Linked DNA regions of Astyanax mexicanus: region 1 is linked to region 2. The links are chromatin contacts, called in public Hi-C maps. All regions are on one chromosome and are shown on one strand. Each heading gives the region's core, a stretch centred on a gene start, on an enhancer-like site or on the middle of the called end of the contact. The rest is flanking DNA. Distances are from core to core; before and after follow the strand shown.

Region 1 (7,447 bases), core at 2,829-5,328, 40 kb after region 2:
GTTTTTTATTTGTATTTTTCATGCATCTTGGCATGTTCTCCTCCACCACTCTTACACACTGCTTTTGGATAACTGTATGCCTTTACTCCTGGTGCAAAAATTTAAGCAGTTCAGCTTGGTGGTTTGATGGCTCGTGATCATCCATCTTCCTCTTGATTATATTCAATTTGTTTTTTTCAATTTGGTAAAAAAAAAATAATAATAATTTTAAGGTGGTCTCTTACTTTTTACAGAGCTGTATAACATGTTATAGTTATGTTTTATTAAGTAGACACTGTATAGTTACTGTATATATAATGATATAACCAAAAGTATTGAGACAATCAATACAAAATATTTAAAACTTTCCAGGTATTTATCTGCACACAGTCTGTATGAACCCTTACTGAAAAGCATGGACAGTAAAACGGCTCTAGAGAAGCTGCAAATGAGCCTGCGTTTACTGTGCCAATGCAATGTGCTGACTAGTGAGGTATAAATCTCCTTGGAAATGGACTGTGGAGCGGTGGAACTGCTTTCTCTGCTGTGATGGAGCACCATCTTTGGAATTGCTTGTCTATGCATACGTTACAATCTAAATTGATTACTGTGAATCACTTTTTACAAGGCTACCTATTCAGGAAATTCACATCCAATAACATGCATGAGCTGTACATGCTGGCTAAATCATTTAAGCCTTTGGATTTTGAGTTTCTCTAAAGGGAATTTGTTTTAAAAACTGGATCATGATCAATATAATTAGGCTTTATTAAAATATAAAACTTTTATACAAAATTTAAAATACACAATGAGATGCAGCATTAATATGCAACGTGACTGACTTAATTAAACAGGGGTCCAGGCAGTTGGTGCCTGTACTCTCACGTGCTGATTCTCTGCTGCAGGGCTGAATGAGCACAGAGCATAACCTTTCCTATGGCTTCTCCACATGAAATGCCTATGGGGCTGGGTGTAGTTTTTTTCAGCATGGTTAGCTAACTATAGCAAATAACCGTTTAGTGGAAGATCTTAATAATAAGTGCTGCGGTAGAACATTGATGCTGGAGGAGAACATTAAAGATGGATAAATCTTGATTATGGTTTTCCCAATGAACCGTTGGACAATTAACCTAAAATTAAGCTTTTTTGCTATACATCCAGACGGTATGTATGGCAGACACCAAACAAGGCACATCCCCATACACAAATCATCCATCCCCGCCGTAAAAGCATGGTGGTGGCAGCATCATGCAATGGGGATGCTTCTTGTTAGCAAGCCCTGGAAGACTTGTGAAGGTAGAGGGTGCTATAAATGCAGAAAAAATATATTAAACTGTGGAAGAACAATCTGATTCTGCCTGTATTTTTCTTGAAGAAGAACATTCTGGAGTGGTCAAGCCCAAACCCCAATCCAATACCTAATAAGTGGCTGAACTAGTAAAGTGGAAAAGAGGAATAGCATATAATTTAATATTTTACAGACACTTATTTTGCTTTGACGTTAAAGAGATTTTGAATAAATTAAAATGTAAAATGTTTTTAACCATTATTTAATTTATGGAAGCAATAAAATGGAAAAAATAGCCTGTCTATATTCCAACTTGTGGACCTGCAGATACTGTAGATCTGCAGATGCTTGCTTTTTGCATTTACACTTCAGAAAGTAACATATGTTCTGTTCTAATTTCTTATATTCTGTTATAATTTAATTCCGTTTTTAATAAAGCAGTCTTTCTTAGTCCACACTTTTTAATAAACATAAACCTTTATAGTGTAAATGCTTAATTTAAACTTAATAGAAATGCACTAACATTACAACAGCCATAAGATTAACACCATAACCTGCCACCACAATTCAGATACAGGATTTTAATCTGTAATAATAGAACTACAAAGAGTTTCTTTATGCTTAATGTAGCTGATAAGATGAAAAATAAGTGTAGAAACAATGTGGTGGTGTTAATTGAATAGCTGATCAGTGGATCCTGTTACATTACGTCATGTTGTTGTCTCAGGAGGACTGTACACACCTGAGCCTGACGAACTGCGTTTCCCTCAGGATTCTGTAAATCCATCCTCAGTTCCTCTCTGGCCTGCTTCAGTCTCTTCACCTCTTTCCTCTTCTCCACCAGCTTCTTATAAATATGTGATTGGCTCTCCATCTCAGACACACGCACTTTGTAATTGTCCATTTGATTGCGGTAAGTGTTGTATTCAGTCAGCAAGGACCGAGATTTCTCCTCTTGTTCTTCGATGGTGTGCTTGAAACTCATATTATCCATTAAGATGGCCTGTATTTGTATTGTCTGGGCAGCGTTGTGGCTACGGATCTCTTCAATCTCACAAGTGATGCTATTGATTTGTCGCTCCTTCAGTTTTATATTATTGGCTACTTCTTCATAACTCTTCACTGTCTCTGTCAGGGTGGCCTGTAGCATTATGAATAAAAAAACTAAGTCAGTTATGTCAGCAGCGGCAAATCCAGTTCCAGAAAATAAAAATTCAGATCAGAATTTGCCAGCATAGTACGACAAGATCATATGACAGGGATCTTAAATCCTGATTTTGGTGCCCTCCTTCCCTGAAAATATATGGCATTCCCATTTCCCAACAAAAAAAAAATAAAAAACAGGAGCGTCCATCACTACCTTTAAAAAACTCCTGAAGACGTAGCTCTTCAAAGATCACCTACTCTCCTAACACCTCTAACTAACTAACTACTCCCTCTGTCCCCCGCAAGTTTTCTCCTCTAGCCCACTATTCCCATTTGGCCTCTTTAATTCCTGCCTAAAAATGTGTTTGCCTTGAACTTCTATGTCTTCTTTTGCTAAATGTACTTATTTATTATTAAATTTGTCTATTTAAAAGACAGTTCATAACATTGTACATGAAATAGACATTATGAATAAACTTTAGTTTATGAATCAGTTTCTCTGATCCTGCTATTTATAGGTTTATGTTTGAATAAAATGAACATTGTTGTTTTATTCTATAAACTACAGACAACATTTCTCCCAAATTATAAATAGAAATATTGTCATTTTAGAGCATTTATTTGACCTCAAATGCAAAGAAAGCAAGTTAATATTTATAAAGTTTTACGAGTTCAGAAATTAATATTTGGTTGAATAACCCTGTTTTTTAATAACATTTTTCATGCATCTTGGCATCATGTTCTCCTCCACTAGTCTTACACACTGCTTTAGGACTGCTCCTGGTGCAAAAACTCAAGCCAGTTCAACTTGGTTTGATGGCTTGTGATCATCCATCTTCATCTTGATTATATTCCAGAGGTTTTCATTTTGTTAAAATCAAAGAAACTCATCATTTTTAAGTGGTCTCTTATTTTTTTTACCAGAGCTGTAAATTGTAAAATGTATTAAAATTCATTAAAATGTAGAAATACATGTCCACATTTTTTTCTTGTCATTTATTTAAAAATACACATCCAAATAAGTGACTATTTTACTGTAATATAATATATAAAGTGTTAAACCTGCAGTGAGTGGAGAACATACTGTTTCTCCTTCAGTACCGCAGCCTGAGACTCCCCCTGCTGGGAGACCGCCTGCAGTGCGCTGGCCAGAGAGTCCTCATTTCCAGCACTGTGGAGAAAATACAGTTTTAAGTGTAAATAAATACACAAATATGGAACTGGAACAGTTTAAAATACAGTATATTATCTCTGCTACTTTCAGACGTTGACTTTGTTAACCCTGCACTGAGATATATCTGCTTAAAGCCATTTACTAACGTTAGCTAGCTAACAACTAACAAACAAACTGAGGTAAAAATGTAACTGTTAGCTAACTTAGCTTAGCATCCATTAAATCAACCCTTTTACAATTAACAATATTTCTAAATATATTTATAAATATTCAACTAGTTATTTTATTTCCTGGAAAGTTTAAAAATGACTAAAAGTCGTATTAAACTGTTTAAAATTACCAGGAAAGCTCTGCGTTGTCTGCGTTGGACATAGCTTAGCTAGTTAACACTTTGCCTTCTGTCAGCTGTGGACACGCGAATGGCTTCACAAAACAGAAATTATTATTATAAAATAATTTTTAAAATATTTTTGTTTGTTCTTTGAGAACATGATAGAACGTTTTAGTAAAGTAAAATTATCACCATTCTATAAATAATTAAAAACTTTTTTTTATTATTCAGGGAAATATTAAGCACTCAAGTGTAGCATATACTAAAGTGAAGTATTATATGTTAAACATGGCAAAAAAAAAAACATTTTAATAGATACAGAAACACAGTAAAGTAAAGATGCAGTTATATCTGACAAGTTAATATATACATCAAAATTAAATTGAGTTGGGGTTTTTTTTTCATTATTTTTTAATGTACTGCATTGTAGATTGATACTAAAGTCAACCAAACTATGACGAAAGACATATGGAATTATTTGGTAAACAAACAAAATGCTTAACAAACCAGAATATGTTTTATATTTAAGTGAGTATATTTATTTGAGTTACTTTTTTTAATTTCTTGCCTCTTAATGTGTTTGAGAGCATCAGTTACAGTAAAGTAGTGAAGAGGTAGAGTTACAGGTATACAGTGAATAGTGAATATTTAAGTAATGTTCTAATCCAGATTATGGCAAGAACTACGTACTCAACAAAGTAAAAAAAAAAAAAAAAACTGTAAGAAAGATTTTAAGAACCATAAAAAATTATTATGATGAAACCGCAAGTTAGCAGCTCCCTAGATAAGAGCCTGGCTAAATACTTATTATTTATTATTTTGATCTGTTTGGCTTGTGTGACTTATTTGTTTATTCATAGTCTGGATTACTTTAGATTTAATTTACAATGTAGGAAAAGATGAATAAACAAATACATTGAATGAGAAGGTGTGTCCAAACGTTTGACTGAATGATATATGCAAAATATGTGTTAAAATATACATTTAACATTTGTAGATACATACATTGCAAATATATAAAATATATATATATTATACACATGGTGTGTTTCCTAGTAATAGTTTTTTTTGTAATTCACCACATTAATTCTAGTTAGGTATTTTCTTGCATGATTTAAATTGGCCTTCACAGTCCTCTAAATGTTAGTGTATCTTAGGAGCCTAGAACATTCTTTATTTTTGTAATTCATCTGAGAGTGTGTAACTAATGAAACTCAGATTCTTGGTGCAGCTTCTAAATTTCCAACAGAATATTCCAGTGTTGCATAATGTCAGAGTATAAATGGTTATTGGTGTAATGCACATAGAAGCTGTATTCTATTTATTACTGCTATAAGATAGTTTCAATTTATCTTGAATTTAGACAATAGGTTAAGCATGAACAGTGCTGGATCAGTGTAATTCTCATGCTGGTTTCCTCTGAACAGAAATCAGTGTACAGTAGAGGAACTGTGTTCCTGAGCTCAGCAGAAAAGGATCAGTCTGGCCCCCGGTGACTGCAGTCATAACAGGATAGAAGGAGCGTGAGTCAGCCGGGTATTCCCCTCATGAATCAGACCGACCACATTAACCTCTGCATGTTATTTGTCTCTTCTAATCATGTTTTTCCTGCTTAACACGTCAGAGCTCCTAATTTGTGTTAGTCTGTATATTCTGGGCGTTTTCTGCTTGCATGTTTTTTGATAAATAGCAAAATACTAGCAAAGCATAGCTGTAGGGTATTTCCCAGTGAATATATATATAAAAAAAAGAAATAAGATATAAGACCAGAGAGCTTAAGCAGTGATGCTGCTTACATCTTACTTAAGCCAAGGTAATTTTATATGTTTTGCCTGGTCAAATAAATTTTGATAATATTTGTTAATATATCCATTCCTGCATTTAAGGCCTGCAACACAAAAAAATTGGGACGAAAATAAATGAGGTTTAAAAAGGTGATTTTTAACCATGATTTGGTGCAAAATGTTGCTGACCAATAAAAAAATATGTATCTTCAAAACAGCAACTTTACTAGAGAGAGAAAAAAACATACCTTTCTATAAAATTCAATGTAAAAACATACAGTGTAAAAGGACTGTTTGTGTGTTTAAATTATGTATTAAACAAAAAATCCACAAAAAAATAAAATACTCGGTTTTCATTGGATAGTGATGAAAAGCAGTATACACAAAATGTTGTGTCTTTGAAGAGCAAATATGGACAGAGGATCTCCACTTTTTCAACAAATGCATAAGAGAATTATGGAAATGTTAGAAAATAGAAAGGGCCCTTAGATGGCACTGTAAAAACACACATAAAACATTAGTCTTGTTTTAATCATGTCCAGAAATGGTGTCAATTTTTTGGGGCTCGGAGACATCTGGGATAGATCATCACAGAGTGGGAAATGAGCATTCTGTTCAGATGAATCAGTATTTTAGATATTTTTTAGGGAAAAAATTATGCTGTGCCTATATGGAACAAAGATGAAACCATCCGGATTGTTATCAGGAAGTTCTGTCTTTGTACGGGGATTTTTCAGTATACACTTCTGTTCTGTGATGGCAGTATCTCCTCAAGACAGCTTTATCAGGGGTGTCCAAATTTTTTTCAACAAGACAATGTAAAACCACATGCTGCATGGAAATAACAAGTGAATTTGGTTTTGAATCTTGTAACAGTGTTTACATACATGAAGCTTAATATTCAACAAAGTAATAATAATCAGCGTTTATTGTAATTATACTCATACACTTTTACAGTGCACCAAAACATGTTTTCCTCACATATCCCAGCTTAGAAAGCCAGGGTCAAAAATACTACAGCGCCGCTGGAGCAGAGAGCGTTGAGTAACTTGCTCAAGGACTTGTTCAACAGTAACGAAAACCACAAAAGCCAGATGTGAGCACAGCCACACATCTGCAGTGACATCACTCCGGTGTGTGAGTGGAGAGCAGAGTTATACTAGTGTAAGGTGTGGTAGTCTCAAATGGAGTTGGGCTGAGAGGAAAGAGAAGAATCTTCAAGTCTTTTAATATGAAATGAAATGGAATAAAAAAACAAGAAGCATAAGACCACAGCGCTACAAACAGACCACACCAAAATAAAAGTCACTAATACAAATTCACAAACAGATCATCGCTAATAAACAAATGAACACGCTGTCAGAACAAAATCCACTAACAAAAATCATGACCACTACAAAACGGACTTCAAGAATGTGAACAAAAACTAAAAAGAAACAAATACACAGGTTTATAAATGTTATCTAAATCAGTGCGACCAGCACCTAATCAAGTGAAACCACAGTTCATCCAAAACTCATATTACAATCAAACAGTACAATCAAAACAGTAAAATATTTATGTGAATATTTAGAAATGATACTTTTCAAAATAAAAAATGTTAATATATTTACAGAGGCATATACTTTCACTAAAGAAGTGAACATGTTATTTTGGCTACACATAAATGACCTTTGGGAGATGAGGTATGTAAATTCATATTTATATGTAAATATGTAAAGATGAGCCTAAAATCACACCAATAC
Region 2 (7,101 bases), core at 2,145-4,644:
CCTTGCCAGACCCCAACAGCAGGTTGCTTACAATCTAGAAGGTCAAGTAAGCCAAATGCAGAGTGGCTACACTATAAATCAGCAGGCTGCTTTACCTGTGAACCAGGGTTTACAACCTATAGATTATGCCCAGATTTCACAGGGCATCCAAGCTACAGCTCAGCCTCAGCAGGTATCTGTTCCAACACAGATACCTGGCCTTCCAATTGGGACTCCAGTGGCTGGCTCTGCTATATCTCCAAGGCCCCAAGCTCCAGTTCCATCAATGGTCTTGGCACAAGGAAGCACGATAAGTCAGGCCCAGACACTTCCACCCCACCAAGTACCATCAGAGCAGCAACATCAAGCTGCTGTTGGCCAACAACCACAGCCATCCTCCTCGACTACAGGCCAGACTGCACCCAGTATCCCTTCCTCGACTCTGCAGAGCAATCTTCAGCAAGGCCTTCCTCATTCTCTCCAGCATGGACACCCTGGTGGCCTCGGCCTGTCGTTTCTCCCCTCTGCAGGAGGCCACTATGGTGGAATGGCCCCTCTTACGGCATCCCAGCTTGAAGATGCTGGACGGTTGCTCTTCCAGCACCAGTCTTTGCTGTCTCTCCCCCGGCTCGCTACAGGAGGGGTGGCTGGACTCATTGCACAGACTGCATCAGAGGCAGGTGTCACACTTGGACAAGAGGGCATTGCCAGTGGAGATGCCGGTGCCTTAGCTGCATCAGCTGGCACAGAAGAGGACAGGTAAGAGTCATGATGTCAAATATGATCCAGTGAAGGAATGTTGATGACCTTTTTACATTCTTGCTACACTTGTATACACACCCAGTGTGCTGACTGGCTGCTATTTGACATTAAATATTAGTATGCATATGATTGATGTGCACCATATTCAAAGACCTCACCCTTTCTGGTACACAGCTGAGTGGTCTTTGCAGGAACAGGCTGCCAAGTATGTGCCTTATTCATGCACTCCTATTTAATACTCTCTAGTTTTCTTCTACTCTCTGTTGTCTTTTAAGTGGTCAGTGTCAGGCCAGTTTGCTCTTTCTAAATATAGCACGATTTCCTCACTGAACCTATTCCCCCTCTCTGTGTATATAATTTATTTACTTTCTCTCCCTACTTCCATTCCATTTTTTTATGCTTTCCATTTTTAACTCTTTATGATCATCATTTTTAATCTAGCCATTGCCTTTAAAAGTGCCCTGATTAATATGTTTTCATTTCTGTTGCAAATCACATTATTTCTGGTTTACTGATTTATCAGTTACATGAGCTGCACTAATTGAAAAGAATGTGATCTGTTGACGTTTGCTTTTGAGAGTGATGCCTTTACATATCACAGCACATTTCACATTGAGTGCATTAACCTTTCTTGTCATTGTCATCTAAAATTATTCTTTGATATTCTTTCACACATTTACCTCAGATGATCCCAAAATAGATACACAAATAGTATGCATGAACTAGGAGTGGGCAATATGGTAATATTATATATTTAAAGACATATTCAGAATACACAGCAATTATTGCAATATTCTCATATGCACCTATTCAAGTGCTATTCAAATATTCTCCCATACTTAATACAGTGATTTATTCAGCATATGCTGCACGTTATCCGGTTAAACAATTTAAAGTATACTTTGTGTAATGAAATATTCCATTAGTTAATTTTCTTTAAACACTGATTATGACCACACAATGCGCAGAAAAGTGTATTGTGTTTCATCAATCACAAAATAATATATTTTTTATTGCCCACCTCTAGGAAGAACAATACATTATTACTTGTTTTGTTGCTGAGATGATTGTTTTACCTTAAAGTCCACACATCATATAGCTGCATCATGTTGTATCATTGACATCTGCCGTTCTTTTTAGAAATATTCTACTACTTGTTTTGTAAATCATCCTGGTGTTTATCTCTCGGGTTTAACAGTAACTACTGTAATGTCTGTTAGAGGTTGTTTCTGAAGTAAACTGGAAAACAGTGGCGGAGACTAAAATGAAACCCAACTTCTTTTTTTGTATTGCACTATATAGGGTGGGACTGTTTAGGTTACTAAGTTTATAGCACTAAAAAAAAAAAAAATAATTCAGATCTTTTCTTATTGGCAACACGCATCATCATGAACAAACATGAGAGTGACTAGACCCTGTTTAAAACTCTGTAAACATACAAACTCTGAGTTCTGAATTGGACTTGGTTAAGCATTGTGCTGATTATGGCATAATCTTTGACTGTTATGTTGCTTAGAAATATACACTGACATGGCAAAAGTCACAGGACATGGGACTAGTATTGTGTCCTATGACTTTTGCTACGTCTCACTGTCCCAAATAAAAGTATTTTCATTTAGAGAAATAACAAATTGAAATAACAAAGTGCGTCAAATAATGCAAAGAAACTAGTTCATATTCATAAAGTTTTAAGAGTTCAGAAGTTAATATTTGGTGGAATAACCCTGATTTTTAATCACAGTTTTTTTCATGCATCTTTGCATGTTCCACCATTCTTACACACTGCTTTTGGATAACTTTATGCCACTCGCAGTGTAAAAAAAAATCAAGCAGTTCAGTTTGGTGGTTTGATGGCTTGTGATCATCCATCTTCCTCTTAATTATATTTTAGAGTTTTTTTAATTTGGTAAAACCAAAGAAACTCTTATTTTTTCAGAGCTGTATATGAGCTTATACATGTCTTTTGCTTAGCAACGAGACTTTCAATACCTTTTGGTCCAAATCCAGCTCACTGTTTTTGGCTAGAAATTATGTATGCATTGTGGGAAATCATAGCATCCTTAAAATCACATTTTCGAATTCCACTTTATAATTTGGAAGCTCAGTAAAAAGAGCCCAACATTGTAATTAGTGCTCTAAAACATAAACAAGAATTCACAGTCACAGCCATTGAGTCAGTGTGTTTTGTCACCAAGGCAATATAGCTTCAGCTGTTTCTCTATATGACTCATTAATGTCACTGATGATGTCATAAAGAAACCAAAAACAGCAATGTGGAGGCGTAGGTGTCGGGGGTTTGTTATTATGGTCACTGGTATATCAGTAAGAAGTGATAATACAGACTAATCCAAGTCAAACTCATATAATAATGCCTCTCTTTACTCCCTTCCTTTCAAACCTGGTTCAGCCTGTTTTAGAGGCAGAGGCTCTTAGGAATTGAACACCATTGCTGATTCACAGAGTATGCTGTTTCATTCAGGCTAATGCAAGCGCTAGCGCTGTATCCCTGGATAACCCCTTACACTGTATGTTTAATGATGCTACAACCTTTTCTATTCCGTCTGTTCCAATTTCTGGCACTCCTGAGGCGGCTGAAGCAACAGCAGTGCAGTAAGCTAAAAAAAAATGCTCAGTAAGTGTCCTTCAGCCTCAACCTGCTCGTTCTCTGTCTCAGCCGTTGCTTCGTCATCTAGAACTTAGTCGCCTTGGAAACGCTGAATCATTCCAGGCTTATCACCCAAACAATGCTGGCACCCTACGTGAAGCAGAAAGGGGCTGCAGTGTAGTCAGTGCTGGCCATTTTATGCTACAGTAATGGTTGTACGCTTTATATATGCAATGGAATTGTGTTGTTGTAGAAAATATTAATTATATTATATATATATATATTGCATTTTTCTTTGGTTCTTTGTTTGGAGATTGAGTTAATTTATAAGTGCATACAGCTCTGGAAAAAAAATAGACCACTTAAAAAATTAAAATTAAAAATCTCTGGAATATAATCAAGAGGAAGATGGATGATCACAAGCCATCAAACCAAACTGAACTGCTTGAATTTTTGCACCAGGAGTAAAGCAGCATAAAGTTATCCAAAAGCAGTGTGTAAGACTGGTGGAGGAGAACATGATGCCAAGATGCATGAAAAAAACTGTGATTAAAAACCAGGGTTATTCCACCAAATATTGATTATATTCTGAACTCTTAAAACTTTATGAATATGAACTTGTTTTCTTTGCATTATTTGAGGTCTGAAAGCTCTGCATCTTTTGTTATTTCAGCCATTTCTCAATTTCTGCAAAGAAATGTTGTCTGTAGTTTATAGAACAAAACAACAATTTTCTTTTTACTCAAACATAAACCTATTAATAGCAAAATCAGAGAAAGCTCCCACAGAACAGTTCAGTGGGAGGGCATAATAATCTAGGGAACCTCTGATTGGCTCCACATTTGCCTTACCTTGCTCCTCAAGACCTGGATCAGAAATTGGCTGGTTTTGTCAAATCACCATTGATTAGATAAAATTGATTAATGGTGTTTCAACAATGGAATAGTTGAGATTGGGTGCTATGACAAAAATTACTGAAGCATTTCATCTACCACTTCATGTTTCCCTGCCAAGTAAAGTACACTAGTTTTATCTTTCCATTAAGGAAAGTAAGCCATGACTACGCCACAGTAGTGATGTTGAACAAGGCTGGTGTTTGTGTTTGTGCTAATCCTGCAGTCGCAACAAGGGAGGATGACCTAGCCGACATGAGAACTCTCACTTCTCCATTTCGAATTTAGTTAAAATGCTTTGTTTCACAAGTTGGCATGCTAACTTTCTAACTTTGTGAAATTGTGGTGGGAAGGTGATACCGGACAAACCTGACAACAGCAAATGTTATTTTGTATAATTGTGACAAGTCGCAAATCACTTCCTAGTCCTGATATAGCGACACAGTAAACGGAAAAAGAAGCCATGCATGCAGCATGGCAGTGTGAAAGGGGTCAAAGAGAATGCAATAGCAATGGTTCTAAGGGTGTTTTCACACTTGCACTTGCTATAAGAGTTTGGTACTTTTGGTCAAAACAAGTGTAGAAGTAGTTTCAAGTGGGAGTGGTTCAGAGAACTGATGGCTAGATCTCTTTGCTTCAGGCAAAGCACTAATGCCATGACTTTAGAATCACTGTTTTTCACTTATTGAGTGTTTGTATACAAGGAAAATAATGAAAACTGCACAATAAATCCAGGCTTTAAATGAAATTATTCTGTGTGAAAGCAGACCAGTGTGAAAACGCACTAAAACTCCATATCTGCCATTATTGTCAATTTTGTTAAACAGATGTTAATGTCCAGAACATTGTCCTTTAAATGTGCAAAGGGCTTATATTAAGTGAGGAAATGTGTAATCTGTCGTGTTTGGGCACTTTTGGAGACACAGTATAAATTGAGTATATATTGTGTTGGTGTCTGAAGTACTTTGTGTAGTGCTGCATATTAAAGATTAGCCGTCAATGAACATTTGGATTCAACAGATTTTAAACTTTTTAACTAATCATTGCAGCCTTATTAATAAATGCATTCAGCTGCTTTAAGTTGCACCTATAGCTGACAAATATGTAAAAATTTGAACACGCACAGCTTGGCCAGTCCCTGTTAAAGTATGTGTGATAGAATAAGATAAAATTAGTTTGGTGCAGGTTAACATGAATTTATTGCCACCGTGCCCAATACCAGGCGTGGGATAGAGGTGTATAAATCCCCCAGACTGAGATTGGGGTGGAGATCGGCCAATATCCTGAACAGTTTTGTTGCTTAAGGTAATCAGCCTCTCAATGCAGTGCTCTAAAATCTAATGGAAAGCCTTTCGTGAAAAAATGTAACGCCACAAAAAAGCAGGCTAAACTCTGTTTGTTGTATAATAGTATATGTAGAAGGTTTCATGTTTTCCCCTTTTTGTGCCTCCAGTATGGAGGTGGAGGTGGCAGCCATGTTTTTCCCTGTTCCAGCTCAGGGCTGAGTGGAAAAACCCCAGTGTAGTCACGTGATGAGAAGGAGAGAGAGTGTGAGTGCGAAAGAGGTCTGTGAGAGAATCTGTGAGAGAGAGAGAGAGAGTGAGGGAGAAAGAGAGTGGTGCTGTATGTGAGCATATTTGATTTATTTCTGCTCTAATGGCAAGTTTCTGCTTAAGTTAACCCAGAGCTGTATCAATAACAGTGTAATTATGCTGCCCCATCAATCTTCCACACAGCTCTACTGTACCTAGTGAACCAAGTGAATCTTGACATTAGCACATAGCTATGTTTAGCATTTTAGGATTTTAGCATTCCATTACCTATAGTGTGGTTCATCCACCTAAACTTTTAAAGCTGACATAAAACAACCGAACAGCAGCATATATTTGGCCCAGAGTTCATTGTGGTCATGTCGCCTTTATACATAAAACATGAGCTCTGCATCTCTTTTGATTTAGATGGGTTTATTCTATAGAAAACCCTGCAACAATCATGTTCTTTTATTTGTATTAACATTTACAAATATATTTTTAAATCATATCAGATTCTGTAATAAAGTGAGTTATGCATTTATATTTATACAAAAATAATTTACATTCCAAAAGTTAGGAAAAGATATAAGATAAAATAATTTACATAAGTCAAGCAATAATCAAATTTTTGCTTTGCAGCCATCCAATAATTTATATATGAACATACATCAGCTAATATACAGTAGAATATTTAAATACTTTAATACTTGTTTAATCGTCGCTCTGAAAGCAATATTTCCACATCTTGAAAATACTACTGCAGCACCTAACACCTGCAATAATGTAAGAAACTGCATTGCAACCACCTAGCAACACCCTAGGAGTTGCTAAGCAACAGACGGATGCATGGAATAGCAGCCCCTTGCTGTACTGTAGCACCATTTATGATTTACCTAGCAACACCAGAGCAACCACATAATAGGTGCTAAGCAACACTATAGCAATTTAATAACTTTTTTTCACTTTTTTTATTTAGGAACACCACAGAAACCACTTTTAGAGATCACCAAGCAGTGAGTATCCAATATCATAGCAAGCATGAGGCAACAATATAGCAAGAAGTAAATGGAAATATAGCAGGAAATGCATTTTCTAGCAGTGGACTGCAAATTATGCTTATTTTCCTTCATAGATATGCTTTTATCATGCCTTAATTATGCCCATCATTATCATAAGGCATGATTTATTGGAATTATTTGCTATGTAGCATTTAAGTTGATTATTATTTAACATTTGGCGATGAAATGCCTTGACAATCCTTTGTAAGTACCACTCTTTTCCACTAGCTGGCAGTACAGATTTACTTTACGCATTGACTTCAGTTACTGAG

Evidence for each region. A called contact is a pair of places that touch in the nucleus more often than the background predicts.
Region 1: a Hi-C map of muscle shows a contact between it and region 2, with 19 times the contacts expected there. The contact joins the promoter of LOC103040416 here to the enhancer-like site in region 2. A contact is called at or near these places in 2 of 3 Hi-C or Micro-C datasets (both in muscle).

Annotation. Positions count from the first base shown.
Region 1 is chr5:55,669,779-55,677,225 of AstMex3_surface, forward strand. It overlaps LOC103040416 (coiled-coil domain-containing protein 122), which reads right to left and starts at 4,079. Exons shown (of 5, transcript XM_015604506.3): 1 at 3,928-4,079; 2 at 3,476-3,584; 3 at 2,010-2,408. The coding sequence starts at 3,959. LOC103042871 (tumor necrosis factor ligand superfamily member 11) reads right to left here. Exons shown (of 5, transcript XM_015604499.3): 5 at 6,912-7,447.
Region 2 is chr5:55,630,672-55,637,772 of AstMex3_surface, forward strand. zgc:65895 (TSC22 domain-containing protein) reads left to right here. Exons shown (of 4, transcript XM_007244208.4): 2 at 1-738. Among protein-coding and RNA genes, the nearest start is that of zgc:65895, 6.2 kb to the left of the region's middle. Within about 2 kb of position 3,395, the one cell type or tissue checked has an H3K27ac peak away from gene starts, as active enhancers do.